Regions from separate parts of the Mus musculus genome. Here region 1 is linked to region 2. Evidence: chromatin contacts called from public promoter capture Hi-C data. All regions are on one chromosome and are shown on one strand. The core of a region is the stretch at or near the end of the contact, and the rest is flanking DNA. Distances in the headings are between cores, read along the strand shown.

The links. Promoter capture Hi-C pulls out the DNA fragments that hold promoters and counts their contacts.
Region 1: a contact with region 2 is called in a promoter capture Hi-C map of stem cell-derived epiblast-like cells, with 3 times the contacts expected there. The contact joins the promoter of Arhgap18 here to the promoter of Samd3 in region 2. A contact is called at or near these places in 2 of 39 promoter capture datasets (embryonic stem cells and stem cell-derived epiblast-like cells) and 1 of 115 datasets of contacts at active chromatin or transcription factors (memory CD8 T cells).

What each region holds. Positions count from the first base shown.
Region 1 is chr10:26,770,904-26,775,270 of GRCm38.p6, forward strand. Arhgap18 (Rho GTPase activating protein 18) reads left to right here and starts at 1,609. Exons shown (of 15, transcript NM_176837.2): 1 at 1,609-1,793. The coding sequence starts at 1,681.
Region 2 is chr10:26,227,245-26,231,491 of GRCm38.p6, forward strand. Samd3 (sterile alpha motif domain containing 3) reads left to right here and starts at 2,463. Exons shown (of 11, transcript NM_001115154.1): 1 at 2,463-2,570; 2 at 2,860-2,960; 3 at 3,584-3,773. The coding sequence starts at 2,882.

The DNA.
Region 1 (4,367 bases), core at 359-2,858, 540 kb after region 2:
CTGGCATATACTTGTCCAGAGAATCCCCAAATTTAATGTTCTCAACTGGGTAGCAAGTTCAAGGCTAAAGTCAGGGCTAGAAAGATGGCTCAGTAGTTAAAAGCATATGCTATTTTTCCAGATGACCTGAATTTGGTTCCTAGCACTATGATGGGCAGCTTTCAACTTCTTTATAACTCCATCTCTGAGGAATCAGACAGTCTCCCCTAGCCTCTGGGGCACCAGAACATTTGTAGCAAACACTTGGAGGGACACACAAACATGCAAATCAGTAACCAGCCCAACAACAACAGCAGCAGCAGCAGCAGCAGCAGCAGCAGCAAGGTATGGTTCTAAGAATAGCACTTGGGGACAGAAATAGGAAAATCTATGGTTTGAGACCAGCCTGGTCTACACAGAAAGTTCCAGGCCAGCCAGGGCTATTTCATCTAAATGTGTGTTGTGTGTGTGTCTCTGTGTGTGTGTGTGTGTAAAATAATAAAATATATATCAAGCAAAATGTTTCAATTGAGATTGTCACATATATCAAAGAGCAAGAATTTTTGTTTTTAATTTTTAGGACTAGGAAACCCAGAAAATGATTTTTTAAAACTGATGTTTGAACTTGCTTTTTTCAGTTGACTAAACAAGGCGGTATCTAGGTGGGCATCTCCTGGCACTTACTATCTTATTTTGGTCAAGATATTTCACCTGTCCACTGGCTATACTCTTTCTAATAATATTCTCTCTCTCTCTCTCTCTCTCTCTCTCTCTCTCTCTCTCTCTCTGTGTGTGTGTGTGTGTGTGTGTGTGTGTGTGTGTGTGTGTGTATCTGTGTCTGGCACAAGCTGGAGTATTCTTGGGCATACCCCCAACCCCACCACTGGAAAGTAATAGGTTCTCAGCAAATGTTGGAACTTCTTATTTTGACTATTAACTTTTTTTTTTTTTTTTTGGTTTTTCGAGACAGGGTTTCTCTGTATAGCCCTGGCTGTCCTAAAACTCTGTAGACCAGGCTGGCCTCGAACTCAAAAATCTGCCTGCCTCTGCTGGGATTAAAGGCCTGCGCTACCAAGCCCAGCTGACTGTTAACTTTTAACAGGCATTAGGTAGACAGTTTAAAGTTTATTTTTCCCAAATAGTGTTTGATTAAAAAAAAAAAAAAAAAAAAAAAAAAAAAAAAAAAAAAAAAAAGGTGTGCTTGATATTGCAGGGCACACAATAACACAGTATATTTTGTAGCGGAAAGCAAAGCCTTTCTGGTGGGCCAGATGGCATTGTGACCTTTGATTGGGCTTCTTGGTTTGGCTGTGGTGAATGTCGAATGCCTGAAGGGGTTAAGGAATGCCTTCCTTGAGTGATGCGAAGCAGCAGAAATAATCAGGTAGTAGTAACACATGGGGAAGGGAAAAGACTCTGTCCTAACCACGGTTTCCTCAGGCCCCCTTAACAACTGCTGCTGCTGCAGCGGCGGCTGCTGCAGCCTGGGATTGCCGGGTTTAAACAAAGCTGTGAGTCACACACAGCCTGTAACTGCAGGGCCAGGAAGCTCTGCGGGAGAGGCCACGCCTCTCTCCCTGTGAATCGCTGGCCCGGACAGGGGAGGGGCTGGCCCTTGCTAATGAGCAAGTTGGTCAGGCGAGACAGGAACTTCATTCCCCTCTGTGTCAGAATCCCAGAAATTATGCCCCTTCTCTCACCATGAACTGGCTATCGAGTTCCTCGGGAGTTGTGCTAACTGCTTACCACCCCAGCGGCAAGGACCAGGTCGCTGGGGACAGCCATGTAAAGGGAGGCGACGAAGCCACCTCCAGGTAAGGAGGAAAAACAAAAACCCTCTACCTGCCCAAGGAACAAAGTGACAGGGAAGTTGTCAAGAGCGGAGAGAATCACCTCTGTACTTGAAGCCTGACCTGACGCTGCAACATAGGCGGTTGGCTAGTTCTTTGCATCTCATTTACTCGAGTGCAAGAGCCCTTCTGGTTACCAGTGGAGGATGGGGGGAGTCGGGGGCGGGGGTGTGTGGGAGGTGACTCTGTGGCGCTCCGACCAGTTGCTTAGCAGGTGCATGTGCAAATACTGACTGATCAAATGACTGTATCGGAAACACTCTCTGGGAGATGGAATTCTTGAATGGGCTCAAAACGCCGCTGGAACTGTTAGCTGGGAAAGTCTGCCAAATAGCAGGGAGGCTGGTCACTCTTCTTGCTGTTTTGAGAGTGGCACCCTCCTCCTCTCTCTGAAAGCAGACCGCTTGGGCAAAATGCCCAAGTCAGTGGCCTGTGGCTGTGCTGTTCGCATTCTTCAGTGTGTGTAGATTACTCGCACAGCCAAACACACCCCTCCCTGCACTCTTGGGATTTCAAAGGGGAGTTTTTGTCAGCAGGCAGTAAGTACTCTGTTGGTAGAAGGAGCGTGGTTAATGTAAAATCACTTTATAGGCAGATAGGGCAAACGTTCTATAGACCATTGAGTCGCAGAGTCCTCTCTGCCTCTCTGTGTACTTTGTTCTGTTTTTCAAGGTTGGTTTTTCCCCTGCCTCTTCCTTTCTCGCCTTAATGACCTTCTCCCTAGCTGAAACCAGTAATCTCCAGTCTTAGATAGAAATTGCAAACATTGGCCTGGAAGATTGAAAAAAAAAAGTTATCAGTAAGTCCAATTCCATCTTGATATTAAAGGTGATAATGAACACTTTATTGTTCCTGGGTACTTCACGCCTGTGCCTTCCAAAGAAAAGAATGCCTTCTTTCATTGGTTTCCCAAATCCTTAACCGCGTGGGGCGTGTGAAAAATCAAAGGAAAGGTTAGACCTTGCCTGGGGAACTTTGCTTCTTACTTGTTGCCCTCTGTATGGAGGCCATTGGATAAACTCATTTCCAAAGTTCAAAGGGAGTGGTTGCTTTGGGGCTACACATGTAACCATTTTGTTTCCTTTGAGATTTATCAAGCGTTTCCATGCATGCTTCTGCAGGACAGTAAAATATTCATCTTTTAGCAGCAAGCAGCCAGCAACAGCAAACCAACAGTAAGCAGCCCTAGCTTGTCTTCCTTCTGACAGTTAAAATAGCCCAAACTGTGAGCTCCCAAGTTCTTCATTTGTCACTGGCTTCAGGCTGGGTGGGCTTGAGGACTGAGCTGAGTCTTGGGTCTCCGTTGTGAGAGTGAATTAAAAGCGCTGGGACTTTGGGTCCCAACCTTCATCCCACTGTTCAGACTCAAACTCCAGAAATCCCGCTCAGGTGTAGCAAAGTCTCTTAGGGGAAGCTTGTGCATGAAACTGTAGCCATTCTTTCCCATCCATCTTTGCAAGTTTGTAGTTTGTTGTGGGAGGTTTAGACTTGAGCAGGTGGAACAAATGTGTGTATTGTGTTGTTTCCAGCTATTGCAGAAGCAGAGCCAAGGTGGGCAGAGAAAACAGGGTGAGCAGTAGGCCTTGGATATGTGTCAGGACACATCTCTAGATGGGCTGTAAAAGACCTTTCAGCTAGCCGCCAAAATGCTCACCAACCATTTTCTGGGACTGCCTTTTCATGAGGGATAGGTAGTGATGCTGGGGTGTGGGGAGAAGGTCAAAGACTGGTTTGAGGCAGGAGGGGAGGGGGAAGCAGTCTTCATTAATTTTTACCCTGAAGCTTAGTAACATATCAGCTAGCACAGTGTAACTTTGGGAGGTTCCTTGTTTAGCCTGGAAGAGGTTAAGATACTGGAGTTGGCATGAAGTAAGGCTTCCTGGAGTGAGGGGGGATTTGAGCAGTGGAACAGATAGGGCTAGTAGTGACCTCCTAAGGATGGCCATAATGGATGGGGCTATGTGTGGATTGGCTGGCTGGTAGTTTAAGCATTACGAAGTTGCTCCAAGATTTCAGTGATTGTTGATGCCTATTTTGTAAACAAAACTGAAGTGAAACTCATATAAAGAGGCTAATTAGATCCTGCATGTCCTCATATCTATTTAAAAGTAGCGGGAGGTAGCTCAAAATTCTGACCTTGTTTATCAAAGAATTTCATTTATTCTAAATTATATGTGTATATAATATATAACATGTATATACATATATATGTTATGTGCATATACTCATATTTTATATATAACAGCAAAATATAAAGGGTTATATTTATGATTTCAGATGTTTATAGAAAATGTTTTGATTTTTAACTTTCTCTTGCCAAATCATCCTTTCAGGATGATGAGAAGTTAATACTTTGGTGAGCAGTCTGATATCATAGAACTTCTTATATTACATTACCTCGATTAGAATTCACTCCCGGATCCCAGATTGAAGAATTCCTCTCACTCCTGTTTGAAGCCTCCCAGTTGGAGAATCCTGATTTATGTTTTCTTTTTGCAGTGTTTTTTCCTTAAACTACAGGGACTTGAAAGAAGATGT
Region 2 (4,247 bases), core at 1,213-3,712:
CATCCTGTCTAGTGATGGGTGGGATAAATAATGGGTCATTATAGATACAAAGCTGATGCCCACTGAATACCACAATGTTATCACCTCAGATGCCACTAAGACTGCTAACTCTACACAGCGGTCTAGACACTGGATACTTCTGCTCCATGGCTTGTTCTGTCTATAAAGATAGAAGCTCTATGCATGTTGGGATGAGGGACTGGTCCAGGTGAGCCCACATGCTGTCAGCAAAGGTCCTAGGAGTCTTCTTGTCTGCTTTTAAACTGCAGGGAATAAAAAGTGGAAACAGAAAGAGAGAGAGAGAGAGAGAATATTTTAATATTTTATTAAATTATAAATAACTGTTCCTTTGTGGTTAATCCTTTTGTGTTATATTAGAAATTCTAAATCATGTGCACAGCAGTCTACCCTATTATCTCCCTTGGAGTTTAACAAATTTATTAAATAAAATTCCCTCCTATGTAAGGTGCTTTACCTCAAGTCTTTTCTCTGTGTGGCTTTAATTAGATGGACCTACCCCTTTAATATTTAATACAAATTTATTTCATGGAAGCAAAACTTAATCCACTTAGAGTTGTTGGCTGGTGTGCTCACACATGGTACTAATTCTCCTTTGTTATTTTCTTGCTATTGTGCAAAGTATTTGGACATATTTTCAAGGTTACAGAACCTCAACAAGAAGCTACTTGAAATATTTATTTTCCTCATTGAATGGAGGAGTGCTTTTCCCTTTGTGGTAATGCTGAACTGACTAGGCAGCAACAGTATTTCATTTAATATTCAGAAAGTGTAGAGTGAAAAACTACAAGTTTTTATTTTCTTATGTTTGTCCAAGCTCATTATCGGATAATTATTGTGTTTTTACCAAAGGCAAATTGGAGAAAGCCTTCCTCAACTGAAAAAAAGATCCTATGCTTCCAACTGCTATTTTTCTTTCTGATTTCCTTTCTTCTCTCAGTGGCTGACTGCAGGGCAGGTCTTCCTACTCTGCATATTGTCTAACCTTGGTGTTTAAGATGTGTTCTCTCTCTCTCTCTCTCTCTCTCTCTCTCTCTCTCTCTTCAATTTTTTCTAACTCTTACTCTTCACAAGGAAGCCAGAAGTGTGACAGAAAGGTGTGATTTTTAATTTACACCAGAGTCTTGCAAATAATGACTTTTCACACCCTGCAATTGCTGCTTAGCCTGGGGAGGAGCTTTGTGGCTACTGTTTGTTGAAGCAAATTAAATCCACTGTTGAAATTCTAAAGGTGTTCCTCTGTATTTAACCCTTGTTTTCAGTTTTTCCAGTCAGTGTTTGTGGATACTTAGGAGTGTGTGGCCCATTACTTTGAAGTTTCTTGTTTTCTAGGAAACTGCTTTTGAAGGCTGTTATTGTCAGGTTTTCTTGAATGTTGGGTACATCTTTTTTTCTTCCTACTGGGGATTATTTTTCTGATGTTGGTAACTATAATTTAGTTAAAAACACAAAATTAAAAACTACAAAGATGTTCTCACACACACACACACACACACACACACACACACACACAAACACATCTATATTCCAATTCCACCAAGGGAACCTTCTCACTTTGTCTTTACAAAATAGCAGGTATCATACAGAAAAATGATAAATCATCTGGAATAAAAGTCAATGTTGAAAATAATGTTGAAGGGTTAAAATAATTTAAGACTGTTTTTGACTTTGTTTCTATCAATTCCTTAGAAGTCTCCTGGGTTGAATTATAAATGCAGAAAAAAAGCTTCCTCGAGGAAATTACAAATTTATGGAAGATGGTAGACTGGTCTGTTGGTGCAAAGTTAGTGGGGGTAGTTAAGAGTGATCCATGCAAAATCTGTGTTTGCTTCTTTCACTTTGACAACACTAACATCTTCAGGTATGTCCTAACTTGACCTGCACAACTAACTACATAGATATAGATATATAAAGATATATGCATACCCATGTGTATGTATCCTCATATTTCTATATCTTCATATATGTATACACATGTATATATATGCATATATACATATATATGTATAAATATGCATATGTGTGTATATTATACATATTTGTATATACATATATGTGTATATACATATATGTTATAACCGATAAAGCTATAGATAGATAGATAGATAGATAGATAGATAGATAGATAGATAGACAGACAGATAGATGTGTTACAATAGTGTTTGGTACTGTTTGAGAGCATACTCCAGTATGTAGGAGTAACATTGGAACGACAGGAGAATGGCACATGAGGCTAGTTTCCCCTGAGAAAAGAGTTTGCTGCTGGCCCAGAGCTGTGAGGACAGTGGGTCATCTCTCTCTTAGTTGGGAGAAGCAAGGGGTTAAGGCATCCTGGTTTACTTACGTCTCTCAGTCAGACTTTTATCTGATCCTTCCTCCCTTTCTCCCCTGCCCACCCCTCTGTAAATGTCAACCACTTCCTGATGATTTCACACCTTTCTGTTCTTTGTGAAGAAACCTGGGTGTTAATGGTACAGCATTGGGTACCATTGTATGTGCCGGCTGTCTGCTATTGAAGCTGACGGATGCCTGCGGAAATCAAGTAGGAGAAGGTGAAGAAATGAGACTGAGAAATAGGCTAAAATCCACCTTTAAGCAACAATTTGATTTATTAGCAACTTTTACATGTTGCATTGTAGAAACATTTTCTTTTTAAAGCCATGTATTGAAAGGAGTTTAGCAGAGGAGAGAAAGCTGACTGTTTAAAAATCTAATCAAAGACTAATAATCAGAGAGGGAGGAAGGAAGGAAGGAAGGAAGGAAGGAAGGAAGGAAGGAAGGAAGGAAGGAAGGGAGGGAGACAGGCAAGCAGGCAAGCTATCCCCACTTTTTATTCTACAGGTGTATTGACAAGAATCCAGCAATGGAAACGTGGTCAGTTGATCAGGTCTGCAAATGGTTGGTGGAAAAAAACTTAGGTGAGCTAGTCCCCAGGTTTCAAGGTAAGTTGTTTGTATACTTTGTGTGGATTTTATTTGAGCCATGCAGTCGTGCGGGTGCGCTCTGTTGTGAAAGCTGCTTTTCTTGCCTAGGGTCTGCCTGTTTGTGGATAAGGAGCTGTTCTGATGAGGAACTTCATCTCTTTCCCACAGACTGAGGCAGTTTCCAGTTTACCTAGCATCCTCTGAAGAGAGTGTTATTTCCAGATGATTGCAAACTCTTGGAAGTTACCTTTGACATAGACTTTGTGTGTTTCTTTTGTCTTACATAATCACTCGTGTTCTATACAGTATGGGATGTGCCAGTGTTAAATAGCAAGTAGGAGGTATTATAAAAATAGCTTCCCCGAAAGACTTCTATTTCTGTTGACTGTAAAAATTGGCCTGGAAAAGGGGTATTAATATGCAAACAAACAAACGCAGTTTTTATTGGGACTTGCGGTCTGGTGATTTCTTAGCAGCAGGCTTCAGTTTGGAACTATGCTGTATTAGAGCCCTGACAGATAATGCAGTGACTGCCATCTCAAGCTTAGATAATCGTTTTAAAACCAGAACTAGTTTTATCTTCTTTCTGTGCCCATGTTTTCCTGGAAAGTGATATGAAAGTTAATTTTCTTTTTTCCCAGAGGAAGAAGTCAGTGGGGCCACACTCCTGGCCCTTAATGATCGGATGGTACAGCAACTGGTAAAGAAAATTGGACACCAGGCTGTTCTGATGGACTTCATTAAGAAATACAAGCAGGGCAATCAAGAGCTGAAGCCTACGGGAGGCCCCGCAGATACATCCACGCTGACCCCGGCACAAGCGGCCCCTGAGTGAGTACACCAGAGAACGGGCTAGGTTTTTGGTCCCTGTTTATGCACGGCTATTGCCTTGTGTCAAAGAATCAAAGCTTTTAAAACTGTGGACAAATTTCAGTTAGATGGTATGCACAGGACTTCTAATATTTGACCAGCATGTATGAAGAATTGAGTCAGAATTTGTTGTTTTTCTTTCCACTATTCTTTAAAAACCGACAGTGGCTGTTAAGGCAATCCTGCAGGCACGAAGTTCCTATGCTACGTGATCTGGAGCCCACAGTAGAACGAATGCGTTAGGTGTAGAAACTGCATGTATGATGTAACTGGGCTACTACAAGGACCTGTGGCTGGTCCTTTGCCATGTCCCAAACTATTTGTTCATTTGTGTGTTTATTTGCATAGGTCTCCCTGTGGTAACTAATTCATACTTTTCTCAAAGGCCTTTCACAATAGCAATTGCTAACACCTTTGTCACAACTGAGTTTCATA